Linked DNA regions of Salmo salar: all the other regions are linked to region 1. Evidence: chromatin contacts called from public Hi-C data. All regions are on one chromosome and are shown on one strand. The core of a region is the stretch at or near the end of the contact, and the rest is flanking DNA. Distances in the headings are between cores, read along the strand shown.

What was found. Hi-C and Micro-C count contacts between places; a contact is called where the count stands out from the background.
Region 2: a Hi-C map of muscle shows a contact between it and region 1, with 15 times the contacts expected there. The contact joins two enhancer-like sites. A contact is called at or near these places in 2 of 3 Hi-C or Micro-C datasets (gill and muscle).
Region 3: a contact with region 1 is called in a Hi-C map of muscle, with 9 times the contacts expected there. The contact joins two enhancer-like sites. A contact is called at or near these places in 2 of 3 Hi-C or Micro-C datasets (gill and muscle).

The regions. Positions count from the first base shown.
Region 1 is chrssa05:7,444,303-7,449,439 of Ssal_v3.1, forward strand. It overlaps LOC106604170, which reads right to left. Exons shown (of 3, transcript XM_014198590.2): 2 at 1,191-1,242; 3 at 1-538. The coding sequence ends at 233. Among protein-coding and RNA genes, the nearest start is that of LOC106604170, 57 kb to the right of the region's middle. Within about 2 kb of position 2,284, at least 12 of the 13 cell types and tissues checked have an H3K27ac peak or open chromatin away from gene starts, as enhancers often do. A contact at or near this core is called in gill and muscle, where this site is marked.
Region 2 is chrssa05:7,341,439-7,346,575 of Ssal_v3.1, forward strand. No RefSeq gene overlaps it. Among protein-coding and RNA genes, the nearest start is that of LOC106604170, 160 kb to the right of the region's middle. Within about 2 kb of position 1,998, at least 5 of the 13 cell types and tissues checked have an H3K27ac peak or open chromatin away from gene starts, as enhancers often do. A contact at or near this core is called in gill and muscle, where this site is marked.
Region 3 is chrssa05:7,375,367-7,380,503 of Ssal_v3.1, forward strand. No RefSeq gene overlaps it. Among protein-coding and RNA genes, the nearest start is that of LOC106604170, 130 kb to the right of the region's middle. Within about 2 kb of position 2,170, at least 7 of the 13 cell types and tissues checked have an H3K27ac peak or open chromatin away from gene starts, as enhancers often do. A contact at or near this core is called in gill and muscle, where this site is marked.

The DNA.
Region 1 (5,137 bases), core at 1,034-3,533:
CGGCTGGCTACATGTGAGCCCTCTCGTTTAGCGCTTTTGTCTAAAGAGAAAGAGTCTAGATGTCGTAGGACGGGGCTTATCTTAGCGTATAGCTTCAGCCTATAGCCGCTAGTTAGAGCGTCTTTTCATGTGCTCCGTTCATCAATTGTGTGTTTCATCATCTGTTACAGACAGCTTCATTGAAGTTGGCAGCGACGATCAGTTTAGAATGGGAGGTCAAAGGCAGGGCCACCTATACAGCAGAGCCAGCACTGAAGGGACAGGACTGGTCAGGGTTATGGAGTCCCATCTGGGCCTGTTGCTGGTACTGCTGGGCCTGCTGCTGGTACTGGTTGTCCAGCTGCAGGGGGACCAGAGCGTCTGAGTCAGATGGAACCCGTTCCCGGAAGCTCTCCATCTGTTCTGGACTGGCCAGGTTCTTCAGAAGGCTGTTCTCACGTTCTAGCTGGTTGTTCTTCTCAGCCAGCTCTCTGATCTGCTCCTTGAGGATCTCTACCTCCTCCCTGACTGCATACATCAAGTGGTTCTTCACCAGATCCTAAGATAGGAGAGAAGGAATGAGATCTACTGTTAGAGACGTCTGTTTGAGAGAGAGAGAGAGAGAGAGAGAGAGAGAGAGAGAGAGAGAGAGAGAGAGAGAGAGAGAGAGAGAGAGAGAGAGAGAGAGAGAAAGCGTTCTGGGCAACTCATACAATCCGACCACAAATCTCTCCATGTAAGGTGATTCATAGTTTAAGCTTAACCTACCGTGCCTTACAAACACTTGTAGTAACAGGCCATGTGGTTACAGAGACTTGTACCCATATGGCCAGGATTAAGGTTTAAAAGTTGATCTGTAAACTAAATAGGTAATAGTCTGACTGCTATTGTGCACATCTATAGCTTCCTCCCTGTCTGACTCAGAATGCAGCAGAAAGAACATAGTCCCATGCCACATCACATGTATTGAGTGTGCAGTACTGTAGCCACCCAAAGCTGCAGGCACATACAGACTACCATGCTTCTACAGTACTACCGTTTACTAGTACTTGACTGAAGCCTAGTCTACTATGATTATCAACATACAGAAAATGATGACTATGGGCAAAGTGCATGAATGTGGTGGGATATGGAATAGCCCATAGTTTTCTGGGCTACTAATGAGTGATGTTATGAATAATAAAGTGTATAATCCTGCTGCTGATACATACCATTGCCTGTTCTATCTTGTTGTCAATGGCAACAACGCTAGCACCCGAGGCACTGTGGAGGAGAGAAGAAGAGAAGCCATAAGTCAACATATCAAGCCAGAGCATTGGATCAAAAGGAACAAACAGATAGCCTAGTAAGTACAGATGCTCTCTCATATAGATGCTGACACCAGACTGCCTTTATGGCACCAGGATAACTTATTTTCAGTCTTTTGAGATGCAATTGCCACGTAATGCCATCATCGTCACAAATGTTTATTTAATTTGCGTTTAGGCTTTTTTGTGTCTTTGAATGAAACTTGGTACAAGTCTTAACCTATTTGAGATTGGGCATGTGTATGAAAAACCAGTATGCCTGCCTACCACTGTCCTACAATTCAGGTTTTTTTTTTTTTTTTTTTGCAACCTAGCTAGATACATTGTTGCGCACTGCAAACTATGACATGAAATTGATTACTTTGTATCGACATTGCTTCAAGATACTCCACTTTTATGCGTTTGAAAATGCACCCATAGTGCACCCACACGCGGCGGATTGGAGTCAAATTGCATTACTCAAAGTCTGCACAGAATTAGACATTTATAATACGGTATTTCCAATTATATCATAACGAATACCAGCATAACCTTACTTTGCTCAATCTATTTGTAAAGAAAGAAATGTCGAATTATAACAATTTAGATGAAATATTTGAATGAAATATATAACGCACAAATTACGCATCAATAACACACACAATCCAGAGCGGTTTTTCTATTTACCTGTTGTCAAGTTTTACAGACACCACATCTCCTCCTACTAACGAGGAGAAGAAGGAGATGCTGAAGTTATGCAACTGATAGACAGCAACCTCCATTGGCGTTTTGAAGATCTCCGTAGTCAAATTTAGCAGCAGACTCGTTTGGATAATGCTTCTCGCCACGTTTGCGATTGGTTGAGTAGATAAATCTACCTATTCTAGATACAATTCTAGGTTACTGTATTCAGCTTAATCACTCGACTGACTCGACTCGGTTGCTTCTGTTGTGAAGTGAGTTGAGTGTAGTGCGGTAGGTTAATGCCAGTGATGTGAGCCACGTTATGTTTCAGCGAATGGGTCTATTTCTGCTACCGGCGGCGCTTATAACCGAACGGTGTCCTGACGTCATCTGACGCGGAGAATCATTTATGCAAATCCGCCTTATGGCATGATTCTCCCTCTGCCCCCTTTCTGAACTCCCACAAACACAATGAGCACTCAGTTGACCCGGACACCGACTTCATTTACACTTTAAAGCAAACAGGCAACAACAACAAAAAATGCACCAAAAAAAGTGTGTGCTTGTGTGTTTTTCCACACGCAGTTTTTGGGGGAGTGAAAGGGTTTTGGTTGCGTGACATGTCGTATGCAGACTAGGAATTACTGTTTGGTTTTTTCGTTGTTGATTCTCATCAGCTGATAATCTTTTTAAGGAAATGCTACAACGGAATTGTGTATAATTATTATCGGCCTAGTACATCTATTATATTGCTCTTTTTCATTAAATGATTAATTTGTCAGGGATCACGTGCAACAGTAAAGCGACATTATGAAACAGATGGCCTATAGAGCCAAACTAGAATCTGGATATATTGAATGCATTAATAATGCATGTATTATTGGTTTATAACAGGATGTCTACATAATGTTTATTGTTTTGAGTCGGTGTTATCTGCAGGTGCAATAGTAGAAGACATTGCAGCATGTTGCAAACAGAAGTTTTGGGGAAGCCCTTTCTGGTGACCTCCAGGGTACTTTTCCACCCACTGCAAGGCTCTGGTTATTTCCTTCCTCTCCTCTAGAGCTCTGCTTCCACCAGCTGGCGAGAGATGAAATTTCACTTCAGAAATAATATTTACAGGCGTCATATCCTTGGAGGATTTTCATGCATGGAATTTAAATAATATTATATTTAATTTGTAATATAAAATGTGGTTTTGTTGTCCTAATAGGCTCTCACTATCAGGCAAGAGTTTAAGCATAAGGACATCTTATAGGGGTCAATACTGTCATCCATAGATAGACCTACCTAGTTACATGCACCATCATAGCTGCCTTGTTGCTATGTGCAGTCACTATATAGCAACACAGTTATAACTTTAACACCTCTAACACCCCTTTGTGTCACTATTTTAGCTCATATAAGAAAAGTAAGTTGTACTGTACTCCATTTTGTGAGGAAGGAATGAATTATTCTGTAACCCATCGGATCCAATTAGCTAGGCGAGACTCCAGTTTGGTCTACACCAATCAGATCTCACAGAGCCTTGTTGAACATATTAGTATTCATAGTACCTGTCACTTGTGATTTCACACTGTGCTGTGGAGCTACCAGGCTTGGCTGTAAGAAGGGCTAGGATGCATCCCAAATGGCACCCTATTCCCCATTTAGTGCACTACATTTGACCTAAGGCCCATAGGGTAGTGCACTACTTTTGACCAGGGGCCCATAGGGTAGTGCACTGCTTTTGACCTGGGGCCCATCGGGTAGTGCACTACTTTTGACCAGAGGCCCATAGGGTAGTGCACTACTTTTGACCAGGGGCCCATAGGGTAGTGCACTACTTTTGACCAGAGGCCCATAGGGTAGTGCACTACTTTTGACCAGGGGCCCATAGGGTAGTGCACTACTTTTGACCAGGGGCCCCATAGGGTAGTGCACTACTTTTGACCAGGGGCCCATAGGGTAGTGCACTACTTTTGACCAGGGGCCCCATAGGGTAGTGCACTACTTTTGACCAGGGGCCCATAGGGTAGTGCACTACTTTTGACCAGGGGCCCATAGGGTAGTGTACTACTTTTGACCAGGGGCCCATAGGGTAGTGTGTAGGGAATAAGGTGCAGGTTGGGAAGAGTATTACATCTATTGTCTCTGGTTGGAAACTCTCTGGGGGTTAGTCACAGTGGTCATGGCTTAGTACTGGTATTTTTAAAAGTGTATTGTACTGTTTCCTATCTAAACAGGAGGGAGAGAGATGGAGAGACAGAGAGAGAGGGAGAGAGAGGGACATGGAGAAAGATAGAGAGGGAGAGAGAGACAGAGAGAGAGAGAGGGAGAGAGAAGGACATGGAGAAATATGGAGAGAGAGAGAGACAGAGAGAGAGGGACATGGAGAAATATGGAAAGAGAGACAGAGAGAGAGAGAGAGAGAGGGAGAGAGAGGGACATGGATAAATATATATAGAGAGAGAGACAGAGAGAGAGAGGGAGAGAGAGGGACATGGAGAAAGATATAGAGACAGACAGAGAGAGAGAGAGAGAGAGAGAAGCACTGCTCACCATGACAATATAAACAAAGTACTGGTATTTGAACAACATTTGGCCATATTATATTAACCTGAGTCCTCCTAGTGGTTTAATTCTCCTCGGCCATATTAACCTGAGTCCTCCTAGTGGTTAAATTCTCCTCGGCCATATTAACCTGAGTCCTCCTAGTGGTTTAATTCTCCTCAGCCATATTAACCTGAGTCCTCCTAGTGGTTTAATTCTCCTCGGCCATATTAACCTGAGTCCTCCTAGTGGTTAAATTCTCCTCGGCCATATTAACCTGAGTCCTCCTAGTGGTTTAATTCTCCTCAGCCATATTAACCTGAGTCCTCCTAGTGGTTTAATTCTCCTCGGCCATATTAACCTGAGTCCTCCTAGTGGTTTAATTCTCCTCGGCCATATTAACCTGAGTCCTCCTAGTGGTTTAATTCTCCTCGGCCATATTAACCTGAGTCCTCCTAGTGGTTTAATTCTCCTCGGCCATATTAACCTGAGTCCTCCTAGTGGTTTAATTCTCCTCGGCCATATTAACCTGAGTCCTCCTAGTGGTTTAATTCTCCTCGGCCATATTAACCTGAGTCCTCCTAGTGGTTAAATTCTCCTCGGCCATATTAACCTGAGTCCTCCTAGTGGTTAAATTCTCCTCGGCCATATTAACC
Region 2 (5,137 bases), core at 748-3,247, 100 kb before region 1:
TGGATTTTGTGTTATAGATATGTGGTAGTAGAGTAGAGGCCTGAGGGCACACACTAAATATGTTGTGAAATATGTTATGAATATATTGTCATGTTTTTAAAATGTATAACTGAATTAATTTTGCTGGGCCCCAGAAAGAGTAGCTGCTGCCTTGGCAGGAACAAAAGGAACTAACGGGGAACCATAATAAATACAAATACGAATACAAACAGCTTCTACGAAACACATCAAAATGACCAACCTTTAGCTGTGCGGTGCACACATAGCTACTTCAGTCAGTCCTGTTATAGAGAACACATAGCATCGTTAGTCAGTCCTGTTATAGAGAACACATAGCATCTTTAGTCAGTCCTGTTATAGACAACACATAGCATCTTTAGTCAGTCCTGTTATAGAGAACACATAGCATCTTTAGTCAGTCCTGTCATAGAGAGCACATAGCATCTTTAGTCAGTCCTGTTATAGACAACACATAGCATCTTTAGTCAGTCCTGTTATAGAGAACAAATAGCATCTTCAATCAGTCCTGTTATAGAGAGCACATAGCATCTTTAGTCAGTCCTGTTATAGAGAACACATAGCATCTTTAGTCAGTCCTGTTATAGAGAACACATAGCATCTTTAGTCAGTCCTGTCATATGGATCAAATTTAGAATAGCCACTCCAAACAAAGTATCCCCCTTAGCCGTGACCATGGCATTAAAGCAAAGAAGAGGGAGAAAGTGTTTTTCCTTCCATCGAATGCCTAACCACTGCATCATGTATATTGATTGTGTCCCAAATGGCACCCTATTCCCTATGTAGTGCACTACTTTAACCAGAGTCCTATGGTAGTGCAACATGTAGGGAATAGGGTGCCATTAGGGAGTCACACACATAGCCGCTCTCCTTGAAAGCAGAGGAAAAATATTTACAGTCAGAGACAGAAGTGAATAACACTCAACAAATGTCAAACAAATGACAAAATAGAATTCCAATTTACCATTTAAATATATATATATATATTTTTTTTTACACAGATAGACCCATTTTGACTTTCTCTCCAGATCAGTTGAATGACTCACTTTTGTAATGTTTACAGCCAGTTCTGCTGGACATGTTCAGATTCAGAATTGTTGTTCTAGATCGCCATCATGTGGCAATGGAGAAAATAATTCATTCCTAATACTTGTTCATTCCTGACTTAGTCTGATAAAACAGGTGTCTGTTCTGTAGACTAGTTCTACAGCGCTGTTACTAGCTGTCTTGAAATACCAATTCTGTGGTTAGAGTGTCTGCCCTGAGATTGGAAGGTTGGGAGTTCGATCCCTAGCCGAGTCATTCCAAAGACTGTCGAAATGTGACCCGATGTGTGTCTACTTGTTATTCATCATTAAGGAGATGGATTAGGGGCAATGCCCTGCGATAGACAGGGGATGTACTTGTACATCAAGCTACCTCTGGCTACAGAAACAGGTGATAGGGCCACTGATCCTATGAGCTGTTCTGGCTCACACAAGCCAAAGCTACTTACTAAAAAATACTTAAAATAGTGTTACATTTGAGAGGAAAAAGGGGAATTTATTGATTGGAAAAGGAGGGTGTGTTGGAATATGTTTCTCAACAATTGTATTTTTTTAATAATCCTAGTGCTTACAGGTCCAGGAAAGGCAACTAATACACAGGTAGGTAGTGTGTGTCTTTCTAAGTTAAAGATGGTTATAAACAACAAGAAATCATCAAGGCATGAAAGACAAAATAATCTTATGTGCTGTATTAGTCACATGTTCCGTTATCCTTCAGAGAAAGAGCTATATAATGTATGTTTAGTGTGTGTTTGTACATTTATTGACCTGCGTGTCCCAGCCATAACCATAGACTGTCAGTATTAGACAGATGACTAAATGGCAGAGTACTGCAGGCCCACCTTTTACTGAAGTACCCTATATATCCAGTAGGGGGCAGTATATCCCTTCGGTTTTCTGGTAGAGTACTACAGAGCCATATGTTGTTGCAGTATCCTATATATCCAGTAGGGGCCGGTATAACCCTTCAGTTCTCTCTCCTCTCTCTCTCTCTTCTCTCTTGTCTCAACTATTTGACCTACTTTCAATGTCTGGAACATTGTGTCCTAAACTATTGCGCTCACAAACACACAGGCACACACACGTGCACTCAGACAGTCAGAAACGGTTTGTGGGCCAACTACTAAAAGTCTTGTAGAACGTTTTTTTCAGATTGCTCGTGCCCAGATAAGGCTACGTGTGAAAAGTAATGTTATTTTCCAAACCAATACCAAGCAGCTCAGTTCATTCTTTCAGACATTCATTATGGTAATAGGACGCAATAAGAACCAGAATATATTTGGAACACTGCTGAATCATCCCAATGTACTATAACTAACATCATGAATATAATTCTATAATGTGTATCATTTAATCTCTTTCTTTATGAAAGAACACTTGTTGTAACGATGACCTGTATTCAGTGTTTTGCGTTCTGAAATATAGACGGAGAAGTTGGCAGATTAAAGTTTTTATACATTTTCCACACTCAACACACAAATAGAGAGGATAATTGTGCACTACGCGATCCATTGGAGAAGCTATCAAATCAAGACAGATCCACTGTGTAGAGGATATGAGCCATTGGATTAGCTATTAAATCGAGACAGATACACAGTAGTGTAGAGGACCTCAGACTATATAGGTTATGCAAATTCTAAAACCTGTTCCAGGGTATAATTTGGGAGCTCTTGTGGTGTGTGCTGGACAAACAAAACATGCTTTTACAGTGAGAAGAGGTGACTTTCTGTACTGTAAGACATATTTAACAGCAATCTAATTTTGTTGAGAGTGTCACAATGTGTAGCATGCATGAGAAATCTGGTTTCAGCTCCAGTACAGCAGGTTACGTGTGTAACCGTTTCTGAATGAGGGGACACATCTGCTGCGAGGACATTGTGTTGTGTGTGTATATATACAGTTGAAGTTGGAAGTTTACATACACTTAGGTTGGAGTTATTAAAACTCATTTTTCAACCACTCCACAAATTTCTTGTTAACAAACTATAGTTTTGGTAAGTCGGTTAGGACATCTACTTTGTGCATGACACAAGTAATTTTTCCAACAATTGTTTACAGACATTATTTCACTTATAATTCACTGTATCACAATTCCAGTGGGTCAGAAGTTTACATACACTAATTTGACTGTGCCTTTAAACAGCTCGGAAAATTCCACAAAATGATGTCATGGCTTTAGAAGCTTCTGATAGGCTAATTGACATAATTTCAGTCAATTGGAGGTGTACCTGTGGATGTATTTCAAGGCCAACCTTCAAACTCAGTGCCTCTTTGCTTGACATCATGGGAAAATCAAAAGAAATCAGCCAAGACCTCATAAAAAAAATTGTAGACAAGTCTGGTTCATGGGATCAATTTCCAAACGCCTGAAGGTACCACATTCATCTGTATAAACAATAGTACGCATGTATAAACACCATGGGACCAAGCAGCCGTCATACCGCTCAGGAAGGAGACGCGTTCTGTCTCCTAGAGATGAACGTACTTTGGTGCGAAAAGTGCAAATCAATCCCAGAACAACAGCAAAGGACCTTGTGAAGATGCTGGAGGAAACAGGTAGAAAAGTATCTATATCCACAGTAAAACGAGTCCTATATCGACTTATATTTTTTTTTCCAAGATGGCGTAGCAGTTCAGACGTCCTCTACCCTCCTCTTGTCGTGTCCCGTGTATATATATATTTACATATTTTTTCTTCACTTATCTTTTTATATATATTTTTTTTTATTCTAAAAACTCAACCTCAAAGCACTCTCCTGCAACCCGCCTCACCAATTTAAAAAAGAAAGTATTATTTACCTCATCTGAATTCCACAACAGAAGCTAGCCTCTATGGGCTAGGTGGGACGCTACGTAACAGCCACTGCCAGCCTGTGGCGCGATTTTCAAAACCTTAAAAATCCTATTACTTCAATTTCTCAAACATATGACAATTTTACAGCCATTTAAAGACAAGACTCTCGTTAATCTAACCACACTGTCCGATTTCAAAAAGGCTTTACAACGAAAGCAAAACATTAGATTATGTCAGCAGAGTACCAAGCCAGAAATAATCAGACACCCATTTTTCAAGCCAGCATATAATGTCACCAAAACCCAGAAGACAGCTAAATGCAGCACTCACCTTTGATGATCTTCATCAGATGACAACCCTAGGACATTATGTTATACAATACATGCATGTTTTGTTCAATCAAGTTCATATTTATATCAAAAACCAGCTTTTTACATTAGCATGTGACGTTCAGAACTAGCATACCCCCGCAAACTTCCGGGAATTCGCTAACATTTTACTAAATTACTCACGATAAACGTTCACAAAAAGCATAACAATTATTTTAAGAATTATAGATACAGACCTCCTCTATGCACTCGATATGTCCGATTTTAAAATAGCTTTTGGTGAAAGCACATTTTGCAATATTCTAAGTACATAGCCCAGGCATCACGGGCTCGCTATTTAGACACCCGGCAAGTTTAGCACTCACCATAATCATATTTACTATTATAAAAGTTTGATTAGCTTTTGTTGTCTTCGTCAGAATGCACACCCAGGACTGCTACTTCAATAACAAATGTTGGTTTGGTCCAAAATAATCCATCGTTATATCCGAATAGCGGCGTTTTGTTCGATGCGTTCCAGACACTATCCGAAATAGTAAAGAAGTGTCGCGCGCATGGCGCAATTCGTGACAATAAAATTCTAAATATTCCATTACCGTACTTTCGAAGCATGTCAACCGCTGTTTAAAATCAATTTTTACGACATTTTTCTCGTGAAAAGCGATAATATTCCGACAGGGAATCTCCTTTTCGGCAAACAGAGGAAAAAAATCCCAAAGGCGGGGCGGTCGGGGTCACGCGCATAAGCCCAGTGTCCCTTGATCGGCCACTTGAGAAAGGCGATAATGTGTTTCAGCCTGGGGCTGGAATGACGACATTCTGTTTTTTCCCGGGCTCTGAGCGCCTATGGACGACGTGGGAAGTGTCACGTTAGAGCAGAGATCCTTAGTAAATGATAGAGATGGAAAAGAAGTTCAAGAAATGGTCAGACAGGCCACTTCCTGTAAAGG
Region 3 (5,137 bases), core at 920-3,419, 69 kb before region 1:
ACCAGAGACTAAAGAGCTGTGGGGTCTGACCAGGATAATAGAGGTACTACAGACTAAAGAGCTGTGGGGTCTGACCAGGATAATAGAGGTACCAGAGACTAAAGAGCTGTGGGGTCTGACCAGGATAATAGAGGTACCAGAGACTAAAGAGCTGTGGGGTCTGACCAGGATAATAGAGGTACCAGAGACTAAAGAGCTGTGGGGTCTGACCAGGATAATAGAGGTACTACAGACTAAAGAACTGTGGGGTCTGACCAGGATAATAGAGGTACTACAGACTAAAGAGCTGTGGGGTCTGACCAGGATAATAAAGGTACTACAGACTAAAGAGCTGTGGGGTCTGACCAGGATAATAGAGGTACCAGAGACTAAAGAGCTGTGGGGTCTGACCAGGATAATAGAGGTACCAGAGACTAAAGAACTGTGGGGTCTGACCAGGATAATAGAGGTACCAGAGACTAAAGAGCTGTGGGGTCTGACCAGGATAATAGAGGTACCAGAGACTAAAGAGCTGTGGGGTCTGACCAGGATAATAGAGGTACTACAGACTAAAGAGCTGTGGGGTCTGACCAGGATAATAGAGGTACCAGAGACTAAAGAGCTGTGGGGTCTGACCAGGATAATAGAGGTACTACAGACTAAAGAGCTGTGGGGTCTGACCAGGATAATAGAGGTACCAGAGACTAAAGAGCTGTGGGGTCTGACCAGGATAATAGAGGTACTACAGACTAAAGAGCTGTGGGGTCTGACCAGGATAATAGAGGTACCAGAGACTAAAGAGCTGTGGGGTCTGACCAGGATAATAGAGGTACTACAGACTAAAGAGCTGTGGGGTCTGACCAGGATAATAGAGGTACCAGAGACTAAAGAGCTGTGGGGTCTGACCAGGATAATAAGGCTAACCTGACTTCCAAGCTATTATGTTGCATATGGCTTTCCTTGATATCTTCACATGTAACATTACAAAATGAGTTGGTTGAAAAATAACTGCTTTGTTTCAATATTTGGAAATTAGCAAAAGTTATTGTATTAATTCATTCATTATGGATTGTACGTTACTTTGGAACGACTGACTGTTTTGAATGGGCGCTCCATTCAGTTCTTAGTGGTCCTTTTACGTCATTGTGTTAGCGGGTGGGCTGATACCGTGTGTACCTACCAAATGGCTATTCCATATATAGTGCTCTACTTTTGACCAGATCCCTATGATTCCTGGTCAAAAGTAGTGCACTATACAGGGAATGGGGTATGCCATTTGGGACACAGGCGTGCAGGAGAGTCTATTAAAGCCCCTAACTCTTTAACAGGAAGTGGAAGGGCTGGGTGTCAGATAGAGTTTCCTGTTCGAAAGAACACTGAATATTATAACTTTTTTTGTGTTTTTTTTTGTTGTTGGTACATTGCTTTGTGGCCTGATTGATTTATGTTACAATATCATGTCACATGTAAAGGCAGGTTGTTGTATTGAACTTGTATGAACACTTGGTTGTGTGAAATACCTAAAGTTTGGTGTTTATCTGTTAAGTCTAAGGGCAGTTACTGAATTAGTAAAAATGTACTTTGATGTAACTTAGATAAACATGCAATCTAATCATAGCTTATCAATGTGTCAGTAAGAACACGTTGTGTGTTGACAAAGCACTCCATACTGGACTGACAACAGTATACTTTTTTTATTTATTTTACCAGATAAGTTAACTGAGAACACATTCTCATTTACAGCAATGACCTGGGGAATAGTTACAGGGGAGAGGAATGAGCCAATAGGAAGCTGGGAATGATTAGGTTGCCATGAGAACCAGAGGTTAACATCCCTACTTTTACGATAAGCGTCATGAGATCTTTAGTGACCACAGAGAGTCAGTACACCCGTTTAACATCCCATCCGAAAGGTAGCACCCTACACAGGGCATTGTCCCCAATAACTGCCCTGGGGCATTGGGATTATTATTTTTTTGACCTGAGGAAAGGAGAACCACCTACTGGCTCTGCAACACCACTTACCAGCAGCATCTGGTCTCCCATCTAGGAACCAACCGGGACCAACCCTGTTTAGCTTCAGAGGAAAGCCAGCACTGGGATGCAAGGTGGTATACTGCTGGTGTAAAGTGCATACTCTATGAATGGAGTTTTGGGAAAAGGTGTTGTAGTACTCCTAGTCTACCACTAGTTGTGCTCTAACCCCTCTCTTCAGCCCCCTGGGTGAATGCAGGTGTTCTTTCCCTTTCTGCTGAACCAAAAGCCGACAGAGCCTCTGTCCATTGGCAGCAGATCAGTAGAATTACAGTCCGTGGACTCTCAGGTCTACAACTTGCCAACTAACCACCCACTTGCAGAATATCCCACAGATCAGTGAGAAAGATATCTGGCGTACGTGACTCCGTCTATTCAGTAGTAGGTCAAACACGCAGATCCTCTCTGTCGAAAGGTAGTTACTGTATTAAACAACAGTAGGTTGTAAAAAAACAGTACTTACATTTTTGATGTCACGTCTGTATTCTTTGATGTCTCGACTTTATGAAATGCCTGTAAGTTATATACAGTAACAGTGAGGTAGAAGACACAAGTAAAGATGTTGTTTTACTGTTGGTTATTTCAATGAGTTAGGCGTAGTGTGCCTTGCCTCTCTGAAGTCATGGCATCACACCAAGAACACTAAAGCTGTTTTTATTCATCCCAGTTAATAATAAGGCTTCTAAAGCTGGTAGATAAGCCGTACGTAATTATCCTGCCGTTTAGATTTCCCTAAAGGTACATCCCAATTATTACCCCCGCCTTTACGGAACAGTGGGAGACACCTACTGACTGAGATTCCTGGAATGGTCCCACCTGCCTAAAAAGTTGTTAAGAAATATGTGTGGAATTATTAATTTAGTTTCAGAACAAGGTATTTCCACAAACGGTGTGGTGCCGAACGTGACACTGAAGACAAATAACAACATAGATATTCTGTAGTGTTCGATAAATGTTAAGGGAGTTGCTAATAGGCTTTAGTTTATATTGCATTCAGTTGGATCTGAAATTAGCTGTATTGTGGGGTGTAGGCCCTATGGAAAATAATAACTCCAGGGGGATTTACCATCACGCTCCAGGACTGCGTGAGAGAGGGAGAGGGGGAGAGAGGGAGAGAGAAGGTGTGTGAGTTAGACAGCGAGAGAGAGAGAGAGTGATAGAGAAGAGAAAAGGAAAGGGGGGGGGGGGATACCTAGTCAGTTGTACAACTGAATGCATTCAACTGAAATGTGTCTTCCACATTTAACCCAACCCCTCTGAATCAGAGAGGGGCTGCCATAATCGACATCCACGTATTGAGACAGAGACACAGAGAGAACACGTTTATTGCAGTAGAAAGCGTCCCGTGAAGGTAACAGTACTGTGCTCCTGCATCATGACCCACTTTGTAGTAGGAGATATACAGGACATTCACCAGATTCAGTGTTAAATGACAAGGATGAGGAATGCTAGCAAATAGTTTTTCTCCATCAGAAACAAACAACAATTACTGTCTTGAATAACGATGACATCACTGACCCTATTGACATTTAGGAGAGGGACTCCAACCTATGAACCACTGTATGGTAGTAACCATAAGCATGGATTAAAGTAGACGGGTTTTTTTTGTGGGTGACGTGGAAACTTTCTAATTTTTTAAGTATTGAACTTTGTACGGATTTTTCAGTAGGCTTATGAATCATATTGCTCTTGTTGCAATCCTCTCTAAAGAAGGCATTAAGACTTTGTTTAAAGATCAGGTTTAGTAATTCTGTGTTCTGCTGCAACAGAATGAAGACACAAATCCTGGTCCAAGTTAAGACCTCCATTGGTTCCAAAGACATTCTGTTATTTTGTGCTATTTTTGTTATTGTTGATCAAACATGCATGTTAGCAATACTGCCAACAATTCTGCAACAGAATCGTGACAAGTTGCGAGCTAAGGTCCAAGTCAAGTCCATTGGTTCCAGACATTCTTGTGCTCCTTGTTCTCTTCATATGAAGTGGCTGTGACTCATTCCTTTAGTGTTTTTTTCATAGCCTTTTGTTCTGGGCGTGCGCCAGTGACCGTACTTTGAACCAGCAGCTGGAACAGGGCTGTACAGCCAAAGATAGCTGAAGTGTTGTTTTTGCTTTCTCTGCAGGTCTATGACCGACTCTGTGCCAAGCGGCTGCTAACTAACGCCAGCGTCTATCCTGCCCATGTTGCCAAGCAAGTGACTCTGAGACCTGCACTCCCTCTCAGCCCCACAACAGCAACTGACTCTCCTACGTTGCATCCCAAATGGTACCCTATACCCTATGTAGTGCACTACTTTCACCAGGTCCCCGTTCAAAAGTAGCAAACTATGTAGGGAATAGGGTGCGATTTGAGATGCAGACCTAGTCCTAGTATGACCTGCAGGGGCTCTGACTAACTGATATTTAGAACAACTGACTGGCTGTTGACTAGCTGCTAGCTGGCTCTGACTATCTTCTACCTGGAATGACTGGCTAGCTGCTAGCTGTCTGACTATCTTCCACCTGGAATGACTGGCTAGCTGCTAGCTGGCTCTGACTAGCTGCTACCTGGAATGACTGGCTATCTGCTAGCTGGCTCTGACTAGCTGCTAGCTGGAATGACTGGTTGGCTGCTAGCTGGCTCTGACTAGCTGCTAGCTGGCTCTGACTAGCTGCTAGCTGGAATGACTGGCTGGCTGCTAGCTGGCTCTGACTAGCTGCTAGCTGGCTCTGACTGGCTGCTAGCTGGAATGACTGGCTGGCTGCTCTCTAGCTCGGACTAGCTGCTAGCTGGAATGACTGGCTGGCTGCTAGCTGGAATGACTGGCTGGCTGCTAGCTGGCTCTGACTAGCTGCTAGCTGGCTCTGACTGGCTGCTAGCTGGAATGACTGGCTGGCTGCTCTCTAGCTCGGACTAGCTGCTAGCTGGAATGACTGGCTGGCTGCTAGCTGGAATGACTGGCTGGATGCTAGCTGGCTCTTACTAGCTGCTAGCTGGCTCTTACTAGCTGCTAGCTGGAATGACTGGTTGGCTGCTAGCTGGAATGCCTGGCTGGCTGCTAGCTGGAATGACTGGCTGGCTGCTAGCTGGAATGACTGGCTGGCTGCTAGCTGGAATGACTGGATGGCTGCTAACTGGAACGAC